4 separate regions of the Mus musculus genome follow, and regions 1, 3 and 4 are each linked to region 2. The links are chromatin contacts, called in public Hi-C and HiChIP or PLAC-seq maps. All regions are on one chromosome and are shown on one strand. Each heading gives the region's core, a stretch centred on a gene start, on an enhancer-like site or on the middle of the called end of the contact. The rest is flanking DNA. Distances are from core to core; before and after follow the strand shown.

The links. Hi-C and Micro-C count contacts between places; a contact is called where the count stands out from the background. HiChIP or PLAC-seq counts read pairs in DNA pulled down with a chosen protein or histone mark.
Region 1: an H3K27ac HiChIP or PLAC-seq map of bone marrow-derived dendritic cells shows a contact between it and region 2, with 5 times the contacts expected there. The contact joins the promoter of Rftn1 here to the enhancer-like site in region 2. A contact is called at or near these places in 2 of 39 promoter capture datasets (hippocampal neurons and pre-B cells), 10 of 484 Hi-C or Micro-C datasets (B cells, Th1 cells, bone marrow-derived dendritic cells and 7 more), 19 of 115 datasets of contacts at active chromatin or transcription factors (bone marrow-derived dendritic cells, bone marrow-derived macrophages, cardiomyocytes and 14 more) and 3 of 9 other capture datasets (adipose tissue, liver and pancreatic islet).
Region 3: a Hi-C map of bone marrow-derived macrophages shows a contact between it and region 2, with 36 read pairs. The contact joins two enhancer-like sites. A contact is called at or near these places in 4 of 484 Hi-C or Micro-C datasets (Th1 cells, bone marrow-derived macrophages, cerebral cortex and 1 more), 12 of 115 datasets of contacts at active chromatin or transcription factors (bone marrow-derived dendritic cells, bone marrow-derived macrophages, cardiomyocytes and 9 more) and 3 of 9 other capture datasets (adipose tissue, liver and pancreatic islet).
Region 4: a contact with region 2 is called in an H3K27ac HiChIP or PLAC-seq map of bone marrow-derived dendritic cells, with 11 times the contacts expected there. The contact joins the promoter of AY702103 here to the enhancer-like site in region 2. A contact is called at or near these places in 4 of 39 promoter capture datasets (the C10 cell line, hippocampal neurons, liver and 1 more), 3 of 484 Hi-C or Micro-C datasets (the 63-12 cell line, bone marrow-derived macrophages and nephron progenitors), 4 of 115 datasets of contacts at active chromatin or transcription factors (bone marrow-derived dendritic cells, cardiomyocytes, embryonic basal ganglia and 1 more) and 1 of 9 other capture datasets (embryonic stem cells).

The regions. Positions count from the first base shown.
Region 1 is chr17:50,189,106-50,192,172 of GRCm38.p6, reverse strand. It overlaps Rftn1 (raftlin lipid raft linker 1), which reads left to right and starts at 1,676. Exons shown (of 10, transcript NM_181397.2): 1 at 1,676-1,952.
Region 2 is chr17:50,024,013-50,026,887 of GRCm38.p6, reverse strand. The region is part of intron 7 of Rftn1 (raftlin lipid raft linker 1); the gene reads left to right. Among named protein-coding and RNA genes, the nearest start is that of Gm52302, 9.0 kb to the left of the region's middle. Within about 2 kb of position 1,622, at least 98 of the 459 cell types and tissues checked have an H3K27ac peak or open chromatin away from gene starts, as enhancers often do. A contact at or near this core is called in the 63-12 cell line, B cells, Th1 cells and 7 more, where this site is marked.
Region 3 is chr17:50,169,797-50,172,678 of GRCm38.p6, reverse strand. The region is part of intron 1 of Rftn1 (raftlin lipid raft linker 1); the gene reads left to right. Among named protein-coding and RNA genes, the nearest start is that of Rftn1, 19 kb to the left of the region's middle. Within about 2 kb of position 1,533, at least 53 of the 459 cell types and tissues checked have an H3K27ac peak or open chromatin away from gene starts, as enhancers often do. A contact at or near this core is called in Th1 cells, adipose tissue, bone marrow-derived dendritic cells and 2 more, where this site is marked.
Region 4 is chr17:50,237,757-50,240,534 of GRCm38.p6, reverse strand. It overlaps AY702103 (cDNA sequence AY702103), which reads right to left and starts at 1,327. Exons shown (of 2, transcript NR_131975.1): 1 at 1-1,327.

The DNA of each region.
Region 1 (3,067 bases), core at 427-2,926, 170 kb before region 2:
AAATTCATCAAAGACATTTAAATACACAGTGTTGGTACTAAGGACAGTAGTGAGGGACAGAAGATGGAAAATGTCAGCATAAGGTTCCCTCGAGGAACTGGTGTTTACAAAACAAACAAAAAAAAAACCCAACCCCCCCAACGCACCCTAAAATAAAACTACAAACACAAAATTCATAAGTGGAAAGAACTTGCTTAAAAATAATCTGTCTCCTCTCTGTGTCTCTCCATGTTTGTCTCTCTCCCTCTGCCTCTGCCTCTCCCTGTCCTCCTCCTTGTCCCTCTCTTCTTTGATGCCCTGCGATTTCTTGTTGACCACTGGCTGGCACTGTTAGGTTCTGTTAGGTGCTGTTTTCTCTCTGTAGTGACCATCAACGGTCCTGAACACTGGTGTAAGAGTCCTGATTTCCAGGTCTCAGCAGGATCTTTAGCGGAAAGGCACCCTCCCTCCCTTTGACTTCATAAATAAATGTTCAACACTGGGGTGCCCTGGACCCCTGTCCTGGCTTATTATTTCCAGACATGAACTAGGGATAGGGAAATGTGGAGAAAAGTGGGCGGAATGCCGGGATGGGGTGGGTAAATAGGCAGAGGAGTAAAAAGACAATTCAGGGGCAGAGTGATGGGGGGAGTAGGAGAGGGCCACAGGGAAGAAAATCCCTGAGTAGCTCTCACAAGAGGAGTTCCTGTAAACAGGCAGTGCTGCCTCCCCCCTCGCGCATGTTTCTAGTACCAGAAGGACCTCATTAAAACACAGGGTCTAGATCAGCCAGCCCTCTGCCGCGTGTAGCTCCAATGCCTAAGGACCCTTCTTTGCCCAACCAGAACAGGGTAATCAATTAAATCTCAGCCCCTTATGGTAATGATGATAATAACGATAATCGCAGAATTATAGAACGCTTCCAAGCATTTTCCATTTAATAAGACACAAGGAAGTGCTGGTTGGCCGATGAACAGGCCCAAAGTCACCCCCAGTCACTGGGAAGTAAGGACAGAAGGCAGCAATCCATCCTGACCATTTGTCTCTAGGGTTCCTGCTCTCAAGCCCTGCACGGTAATTCTGTTTTGTTTTACTGGCCTCAAGGAGACAGGATTTCACACTTTCACTATGGTAAAGCAGCCCTGTTTTAGGGAACAGCCTTATGGATTCTCATTGGGGAATCCATTTTGCTAGGCTAAGATGACCCAATTGCATCAGGATCTCAAACCTTTGGATACCTGGATAAAGTCGGGAAAGAGGCTGAGGCCAGTGGTACTATTTCTCTTCCCAAGCACTACTTTCGGAGAGATAAACCTGGGAGCAGAAGCTGCCTGGGGACGTTCCCACCTGTGGAATGGGTCCAGAATGGATCTCTTTCTAGCTCTCCTCCCCGCCCTAGCCATCAATCAGCACGTTGATGGCCGTCGCCTTCCCAGTATTTTGGCTGCCACCTTGGTGCTCTCCTAAGCAGGTCCCAAAACCCAAGCCTGGGAAAGAGAGGTGGGGTTAGGGGGAGGGGGAGGGAGAGCCCGGTTGCGCGGCGCTGGCGACGCACGGGGCGGACGGGTCTCTCGTGCGGGGCTGCCAGGGGCCGCTCGGCTTCCCCCAAGAAGATGCAGCACAGCATATTTTGCACATGAGTTCAGAGGAAGAGGAAGTGTAGCGGGCGGACGCGCGGCGGAGGCGGCGGCGGCGGCGCGGGGTGGAGTGGGGGCGGCGGGGCTGGAATCAGAGCGCGCAGGGCGCAGAGCGCAGCGAGCGGGAGCGCGGCGGCCACTGGCTCTGGAGAGGTACCTGTGCGGCCAGCGCCGGAGGGACAGACGACAAGCGAGCGGCCGCGCCCCGCGCTCTGCCCCCACCCCCGGGGTCGCGTCGTCCGCGCGCCGCCCTGCTCTGCATGGCACAAACTTTCATCCCGGGACACAGCACGCTGTCTCCGCCCGCGCCACGGTCACCGCTGCTGGTCCCCTAAGGTAGGTGGGCGTGCGGCGGGCCGGCGAGGTGGCGCGCAGAGGCCTGGGTCGCTGGCTCTGCTGGCCCGGGATCCGGGTGAGCAGGCGACAGCTCCTCGTGGCACCTCGGGGGCTCCGGAGCTGTTAGGCGAGCCCCCTGGTGCAGGTCGCGTGGGGATGGGGACAGATCGATGGGACGCCAGATTCTGGGCCAACTTTTTTTCCCCCGATGAAGAGGGGGAAAAAAAGCAAAACAAACAAGCGAGAGAGCGTTGGGGTGAGAGGTCGCCTGCTGGGGGTCCTGGGCTTCGCAGGCGGAGGTCTGCTAGAAGGACGCGGAGGGGAGCTTGGAGGCTACAGGTGGGTCAGGACCCGGGGCCTTAGTGGGTACTGGGCCCGGAGCAGATGGGAGTTGCCACCGCCCACGTGCACCCGGAGACCTGGGCTCGACCCAGGGAAGAGGTGTGCGACTCTTGAGAGCAGGCAGGAGGGTACTCGGTGGAAATACTGAGAGCTAAATCCCAGGCACCAGAAATGGGGCTTTTCTCCTCTGAAAAGGGGATTTTTTTTCTTGCCTTGTTGTAACACACTTTTCTAGGCATGGGGCACACCAGGATGGGCATGGGGTCTGGGCGAGGAGGAGGGAGTGTGTATTTAAAGAAGCCTGACTGTCAGGCGAGTGCGCCAGGTCTACTGGCATCACTGTCTTTGGAGGCCAGAATCGCGCAGAGGGCAGGGTTAGCCCCGCGCGTGCTCCCTGATGCCTGTTGGCTGCTGGCTCTCAGCTGCCCCCTGTGGGCGGTGGGTGGTGTGAGTGAGTTTGTTTAGGGGCTTACAAACAAAAACTATTTTTTAAAAAGAATCTGGCACAGATCTTTGTATATGAGTGGCTGCCTAACTGCCCAGCAACAGACCCTCTGTTCATACAGCTGTTTTCAGAAGGGGCGCAGGGAGGTGGGGTGGGAGTGGGTGGTGGTGTTAAGGTCAGAACAGGTGTCTCCCAACGGCTACTATGGAGTGTCATCTCAGGATAAGCCTTTTCCAGGAAGGAAGCCCAGGGTGTAATGTGAGTGGCCTACAAACCCATGGGTAGGGCCATTGAACCCAGCATACCCGTGGCTGCCAGGATTCCTAAT
Region 2 (2,875 bases), core at 373-2,872:
CAGGATTTGCACACACCCCTACCACACATATACAGACACACACATTTAAAAATAAAATCTTTAAATAGAACCATTATGTACGCCCTGAATGGCAGGAAGGTGAGTATCAGTTTCTCAGGAGGAAACAGAGCAAGCAGTGGATGTTGTGAGCACCCACACCCACCGTGAGATTCATTGTAAGGCCTTGGCTTTAGCTAACATCCATTTAAATCCTTGAATATGGAGACTCAGCCAGAGGTGCAGTTCAAAGCCCAAGAATAATGGGTGGTCCAGGCCCCAGGCTCTGAGAACCAGCAGCTATAGCTGCAGCGGTTGGGTGGGCAGGTGGAAGGGTTCCGTCTTCACCACAAATCAGACACACAAAGTGAACTCTCAAGACAGCGTGTGTTAGGGTGGCCTCGCTCTCCAGCTGCCCTCGTGTGTTTGAGATTAAAAAGGTAGGAAATGATTCTGTAAGACCTTGAATTTACTTTTTAACACCTGACTTTATGTGTCCATTTATTTTATGCTCCATGTGTATGTGTGGGTGTGTACATACTGTGGCACACCTGTGGAAGTCAGAGGACATCTGGAAGGAGTCTGTCCTCTCCTTTCATTATGTATGCTCCAGGGAACAAACTCAGGTTGCCCTGCTTAGCAGCAAGCACATTTTACCCACTAAGCCATCATACCAACCTTCTATAAACAGACAGGCAGGTAGACAGGCAGGCAGACAGACAGGCAGACAGGCAGGCACACGTGTATACACACACACACACACACACACACACACACACACACACACACCTAAGCTGAGTTCTCTAACTAGGGCCTCGCAAGGTTCTACCAGGACCCTGTGCCTTCCTAGAGGCCTTGGTTAAAGAGTACATTCATAAACTCACTCTGAGTTTGACCAATCCCTTATGCTATAGGACTGACTGCATTCCTTACTAGCAGTCAGCTTGAGTATAGCCATATTGCAGTATTGGATATTGCTAGTCACATGGCCATAGTGTGGTTTGGCTGCAGCTTGTCCTCCTGAGGGCTTTGCACTGCCAGCTTGGTCCCCAGTGTGACAATGTGGAAAGATGACTCCACAGTTAAGAAGTGGGCCTATGGCTAGGTAGTCAGTCATATGTGTCATTGAGAGTCCCCTCTGTACCCTCAGTTCCCTGGTTCTTTTGATCTGCAGTGGAAGAATTCAGATAAGCCGTTGGGCTTATTATAGGTGATAGGTTCTGTGGCATGGTAAAGCAAGGCACTCTCAAAGCTTGGGACTGAACAGTGGCCAGAGGGACTATTGCACTGTGTACTCTATGTAAATTTTATACTTCTAGCTTCTACAACAGGCTGCTTTTCCTGGAAGCCTTGCTTCTTCCTTTCTCTCTCTCTCTCTCTCTCTCTCTCTCTCTCTCTCTCTCTCTCTCTTTCTTTCTTTTTTGTCTAGGTGATTGACAGACCCATTTGGATTCTGTTATGGGTGGGGCACAATGTTTTTGTTCTTTACCAGAAAGCTTCCTCCTGCCAGATAATCATCTTATGACCTTCTGGCAAATTCAGAATGCCACGTCTCCACCCAGGGCTGGAGATCACATTCTTGAGAGCAGCCTTCCGTCTAGAAGTTTCGGTTCCTGCTTCTACAAACTGCTGATGATGACAGAGGGTCCGCCCTCCCATCCCCCAGGCCTGGTGATATCTGATCAGCTCCTTAACAATGGAGACCACACTCTTGATTCTTAGAAGGTGTTACTGGGGAAGCTGTCTAGGCTCTCCCACAATAGTATGTTGAGGTTGTGTCTTGGGAAAAGAATTGAAGAAGATTTAGAGGAGGGCTTAAAGTATACATTTATTTAAATGGAGAGTAAGACCGTTCAGTGCACCGTCAGACTGGGAGTGAGCTCCAGCAAGCCTGTGGCTTAAGAGATCCTGAAGGGCCGGGCGTGGTGGCACACACCTTTAATCCCAGCACTCAGAAGGCAGAGGCAGGCGGATTTCTGAGTTCAAGGCCAGCCTGGTCTACAGAGTGAGTTCCAGGACAGCCAGAGCTATACAGAGAAACCCTGTCTCAGAGAGAGAGAGAGAGAGAGAGAGAGAGAGAGAGAGAGAGAGAGATCCTGAGGGTTCTTAGGGAGTTTCCAGAGGATTTTTACTGTTGTGGGGAGGGGTAATCCCTGAATGGGGTGGGCCTTTCTTTATCTGTCGGAGGGAAGTTGCATGATCAGGGGCAGTTCAGAGGAATGACTTGGTTTCTGGGTCCCTGAGTTGCTCTCCTTATGACTTATACTCATGTCTGTCTGTCCCTATCCTTTCTGACTGAAAGAGACTAATGGTGTCTCCCCGAGGGCGGGCGTTCATTCTTGGTGAGAAGAGGTTGTTATTCACTGAATTGAATCCACATCCGTAGGCTGCCTGCATGGGACAGGTTCCCTTTCTGTCTCTCAGCCATATTGTGATGCAGGCTGAGTGGCCCTTACTAGAGGCTTAAACAAAGCTGTCAGATCTTGGATTATCAGGATCCAAAAGTATGAGCTAAAAATCACCTTTAGGGATAGAGTGACAGTGGTTAAGAGCACCGGCTGCTCTTCCAGAGGACCCAGGTTCAATTCCCAGCACCCATATGGTAGTTCACAACCATCTGTAATTCTAGTTCCAAGGGATCTGATGAACTTGCTGGCTTCTTTGGCTTCGGACATACATGTGGTACACAGACATACATACAGGCAAAACAGCATGCATATAAAATTAAATAAGATTTAAAATTTTAAATGCATACTTTCATAAATTGTTAGAAACAAAGAATAATCTTTGTGTTGTACAAAGGAACACATGGACAGTGCAGAAATCAACTCAGCAAGGCGATGGGTCTTTCCTGCAGAATGCGTGCATTGGAACCCAG
Region 3 (2,882 bases), core at 284-2,783, 150 kb before region 2:
CCCGTGAACTCCTTAGTTTCTGAATCTCAGTTGCATGAGTATACTCCCATGTATAGAAGTGGCTATGAGGTCATTAGGTGGTTCTGGGAAGCGGGGCCATGGGCGTTCTTGGGCTTTGTGATACCCACACCTACACATTTTTGTTGACACAGATCTGGAGAGGATTCCCTAGATCCCAAGACAGTATCCACACAACCTTCCCACAGACTACCATTTGCCATGCCCCCAAACTATCTCACTAGCAGAATAAGCAGGAGAATTCCATTTGCTTTGGGTTGTACTGTTTTATTCATTTTTTTTCTTTTTCATTTTGAAGATGTAAAAGCACTCACTGGTGACATGGTTTGGCAGCATTTATTACTATAAGAGATATTTACTAGGAATATTTTATGCAAAATCTTGCTGTTCTCTATTATAAAACAGACAGCTAAAGAATGAAATGGAGCCTGGAGAGATGGCTCAGCACTGAAGAGCACTTGCTGCTCTTGCAGAGGACCCAGGTTGGTTTGGGTCTCAGCATGCACGTGGCAACTTACAACTGCTTGTAATCCTGTTTTCAGAGAGTCTCACCCCCTCTCTGGCCTCCATGGGCTCCAGCCATGCACACAGTGCACAGACATACATGTAAGCAAATACACACACACACACACACACACACACACACAATTTAAAGTAAGTAAATACTTAAAGAAAACAGAAGAGTTACATCCAATCTTGAACAGCTCTGTATGCTCACCAGCACTTGGCACCGACTCAGAATCCCTTATTCTTGGAGATCTAATCAGTTCAGATTTCAGAATCTTGAATTGGGGGAATCTTAACATAGACTTTCCCAGCTGAGTTCCTCTTGTGAAATTCCAAACTCCTAAATGCTCTGAGACCCACCATTTCCCCACATCATCTCTCAAAAGGTTTCAGGCTTTGAATATTCCAAGTAGGGTGCCTGACCCATACAAAGGGCTGTTCTGTCTTTCTCCCTGCGACCCTTCTGCCATTTGCCTGGCGAGCAATACACTAGATGACGTCCTTGGTCATCTGTGTGTGTCCACACTGTACCATGCTTGCTGGGGCTGTCTCAAGAAGGCTGCTGGGTAGTTTCTCTTTTCCTGGCTGATCTGGGGGACGGGGAGGGGATAAGGTCTGCAGAGCACAGTGGTGTGAGAAATGAGTCCTGTTAGCTGGAGAGAGAGCGAGAGAGAGAGAGCGAGAGCGAGAGAGAGAGAGAGAGAGAGAGAGAGAGAGAGAGTGAGAGCAGCATTTCCTCCCAGCTCTGCTTTGGTAAGCGTTAGCTCTGTTCAGTGAGAGTTGGAGCTGGCTGGCCAGCACACTGTACAAGCATTCCACAGGTAGCTCACCCAGCCTCAGGATCTCTTCATCCACAGACAGGTTTCGTGGTCATCTCTGCTTCTCAGGGCCCTGGCTGTCTTTACATCTTTTTCTCCTGCTTGGGAAACCTCCTCTCCACACTTCTCTGCCTGTGCCTCTAGGGCAGTCATGACCAGTTGGAATCTCACCCTCTTGGTTTCTTTTCCCCTACTGATGCAGCAGTGTGACCCTCAGTTGTGAAGGTGACTCACAGCGGTTAAGTAGGGGCTTAGGTCCAGCCTCTCCTTTCCTCCCTTCCCCTTCCCCTCTTCTCTCCTTTCCTCCCCTCCCCTTCCCCTCTCCTCCCCTCCCCTTTCCCTCCCCTTCCCCTCTCCTCCCCTCCCCTTCCCCTCTCCTCTCCTCTCCTCCCCTCCCCCCTCCTCTCCTCACCACAGCTAGCATAGGACTTCATTCCTCAGAGGACAGGGCACCCTCTTTACAGCTCATAAAGGCATTCTGGGCGAGTGGTGGCTTTGGCTTCTGACCTATGAGGCCAAGGATGACAGATGTCACAGCCTGCCCTTCCTTTTCTCCCTCATCCTTTACTCTTGCAGGGTCCCCAACATCTCCACATGCCCAAATCTGTATAGCAGAGCTCACCTCGGCTCCTCCAAGCTCCTGCCAGCCTTGTGCTGTGCTCACAGACTCCTTCCTTTCCCTCCGGGCTCAACTCTTAGAAACTGTCAGGAATGAAGGACATTTCTGGACTCTTTGCACCAAGAGCCTCAGGTCCATTGCTTTCTGCTCCCCACTTACACACGGCAGCAGCTTGCTTTGCATGGCTCCTTCAGTAGCCGATGCACACATCAGCTGTTGTGTCTGAAGAATGACCCAGTAGTTTTCAAGTTATCAGTTCACACAGACTGCACATACATCATATGTGCTCCAGCTCTTGGACACTAATGTCCCCTTATTAAGGCATAAGTCAGGCTTCCGGTTGCTATCCATTCTCTCTGCCTTTTTTAATTACTGCAAAGCAGAGGCAGGTCGTGGTTGTGCCTACCTCACCCCTTCCTGCTCCCTCCCATGCCGTTACTAGCTTTTTTTTGAAGTTCAGTTTGTTTTTCTGAAACTTGCCAAATGGCTTTAGGAAGCTGGGAACCCTATGAATGGATCAGCGGAGGAAATCCTTGTCTTTAGAGGAAGCAGTCCCTGCACTTTTGTGTGTGCGCATGTGTGTGTGTGTGTGTGTGTGTGTGTGGTGTGTTGTATTTTAGAGAAGCATTTCCATGGCAGGGCAGTGTGCCAGAGAGGAGGAACACTTCATGCCCAGGGTGCAAAGGGGATCCCCCCCTCCCATAGTAAGACACGTTGTGAATTACACGTCATTCTATGCAAATACATGGGAAACCTTCACTGGTGTCAATCAAAGACTGAGAGAATCTTGCTCTCCGTTTATTGTTTTCCCATTTCTCTGTCTCCTTGGCAAGCTGAGGCCACTGATCTTCCAACACGGGTAGGTACGGCTTGAGGTCTCTCTGGCCCTGTTAGGCTCCGTCGATTTCATTTTAGCTGGA
Region 4 (2,778 bases), core at 78-2,577, 210 kb before region 2:
AGACCTGTTTGTGTTGGAAAGATGTAGGATTTTGAGGTCTCTGAGAAGCAAGCTCCATCTTTTTGCCTCACCCAAAAGGCATCTTCTTGTAGGAATGAAGGCCCATTGGGAAATATTCTTGCAGGTGGCCCCATCATTCAAGGATCACTGCTTCTGAGCTTCCATATTTGTCTCTGGGTTTTCAGAACTTGTCTCTGAGTTTTCAGGCAGGACCACTGTGTGGTCCACAGCAATTCCTTGACAAGTGCCCACAGGCACCTTAATGGCATTGTAATGGCTCCACTTGCTGCTTGAGTGGTTTTCAGTATACCCTCTAGCTGCTGTTTTCCTGGGGAGACTAGCTGGGGACTTGGTGAGTCACTTCTTGGCTGTCTGACATAGCAACTGTCCACCCGTGTCTCGGAGACAGCCTCTAGATCTTTGCCCAGGGAACCCTCTGGGATCCTGTACAGATCTCTCAGAGATCTTCCTGCAATGTTTGTCAGATCCTTGCAAAGGTCCTTCCAAATCTGGAATATGGCTGGACCCATTGATGAGACAGGCGCTCCTGTGGAGGCTCCTGGGTGGCTTTTATCTGCCAGTGTTGAGGAAGATGGAGCTTCAGGATTAACTTCTGCATGACCCATCTCTGGGAGTTGGTTCTCAGACTTTACCAGATGATATCTGGATCTTGTAGGGCCAGTGGCCCTGGTTGTTGGCCTTTGTGCTTGGATGAGAAGGTGTTCAGGGCCTTGGAACTCAGGAACCATCCAGCTCTGAGGTGTGACAGTGTCCCAAGGGAAGGGTTTCTGGAGACACGGGGGCCCAGGAACCACACATCTTTGAGAGGAAGTCTCCTTCCTCATTGGAGGCTTCCCAGCTCCAGGGAAGGATGTCCCCAGCTGAGCTCAGGAGCCTCAAGCCTACTCCTTCTCTTCCTTTCTTGTCTTCATTGCTTCTTGTCTTCTTCCAATGAGAGAAGAACATGACAGCAGAGCTCATGAAAGGCATTCATTGGTGTGTCCACAGTATGGAAGAATGCATCCTGGAATATTAGTGCCTATGGTTTCAGGAGAGTGCAGAGAGCACTTGCTAATTGGACAAAGTCCAGTGCTTGTATAGGTGTTCTTAGGGCATGGACCTTTCTAGAGTAAGATTTCCAGAGTGAGGATGGCTGGCATCTCAATTTCTGAGCCTGAGGGAGCTCAGGGATTGGTGAGTTTACCTGTTCAGGGATTGGTGGGTTTTGATGTCCAGGGATAGGTGAGTTTCTGTGGGAAGTTCAGGGTTTGGTGGATTTTCCTATTCAGGAATTGGTGGCTTTTATTCAGGCTTTTCACCTAGAATTAGCATAACGTGGGTGGGGCCTGTTGACATGCTGGAGATGACCCTTCTGACAGTTATGACAGTTAGTGGGGTTCTGGGGGAGGGGCCTGGCTGCTGGAGAGCCTCAGTCTCAGCCAGGACCATTTTCTGAGTTGAGGTTTACAAACTTTATAAAGTGTACAGAGTTTACAAAATATATAGAGTTTGCAAAGGGAGTCCAGGGCAGGAAAGCCATTCCTGGCACTTGAGTGGCCTGCATATCTAACCCAGGTGTTGTCATGAACCCCTTTTTAAAGTGTTGTTCCAGCTGCTCTCAGAGCTCTGGGTAATCTTGACAACATTCCCTTCTCTTGACAAGAAAGAACACCTGTCCTGGAAAGATGATTTGCTGGTAGAGGACACAGTCTTGAAGCTAGATTCTGAGGACCTGGAGGCAGGGATATCTGCAGCCAGCAGGACCTTGGAGGCACCGTCTTGAACAAACACACTAGTGGTACAGTCCTACCACTGACATTGGTAGCTGAGTCACAGTGAGCTGTGCACAGACCTACATCTTCTAGATCCTGGAGAATCGTTCTAGAATTGGACTACCCTTTGCAGGAAGTCTAAATCTCTCAGATGTCCCTTGCTAATTTGAGAGCTTGCCATCTCCCTGGCTTCCATGTTGAGTGCCCAGTCACAGGGCTCCTGCTGCTTTGCTTCCTCCAGTCCCCAGTACCTCTACTACTTGGTGACTGGGATACCATGCTGCTCTCCCAAACTGACAGCCCACGGCAGAGATCTCCAAAGGCCACACCCTCTCGCTCCTGGGTCTTATACACACCCTTGGCTTTGGCAAACAGGACGATGAGACCACATTTGCTGGCAATTGGCAGCTGAAGGACGACACCCTGAAAGAAGATGTGTTGTCTGTTCCACCACGGTCCCCACAGTTCCACATCATCTCTCCAGCTTTAAGGAGACCCCACCTTCCCTGCTGTGGCTTTCCAAAGCATCCAGAAGCACGCTTGCCGGCCCAGGAGTGTCCCAAATGGTGGGATAAAGTAGAGGAAGCATTTTAGCGCTTCTTACTGCTACATCAGTAATTCTTGACACCCAACCCCCTTTCAGATTCTCTCTTCCTCCTCCCTCTCAGCAACACACAAGGAAGGCGTGTGTCTCAGCTGGCAGGCTGCTTGCACAATACACACCGGAAGCTCTGGGTTCCACCCCAGCACCTTGTACAGAAGAGTGTGGTGGAGCACACCTATGTGGTCCCAGTCCTGGAGGCAGAAGGGTCAGAAGTTCAAGGTCAGTTTCAGCTATACAAGGATTTCAAAGTCAGCCTGGGTTACTAAGATCCTACCTTTAAAAAAAAATCAAATAAAAAAATACATGACAGTCACGATGGTTCACAGGGTGACCATGCTTGCCTCAAGTCAAGTGACCTGATCTCTGGGACCCAAGTGGGGGAAGGGGAGAACCAACTCTAAC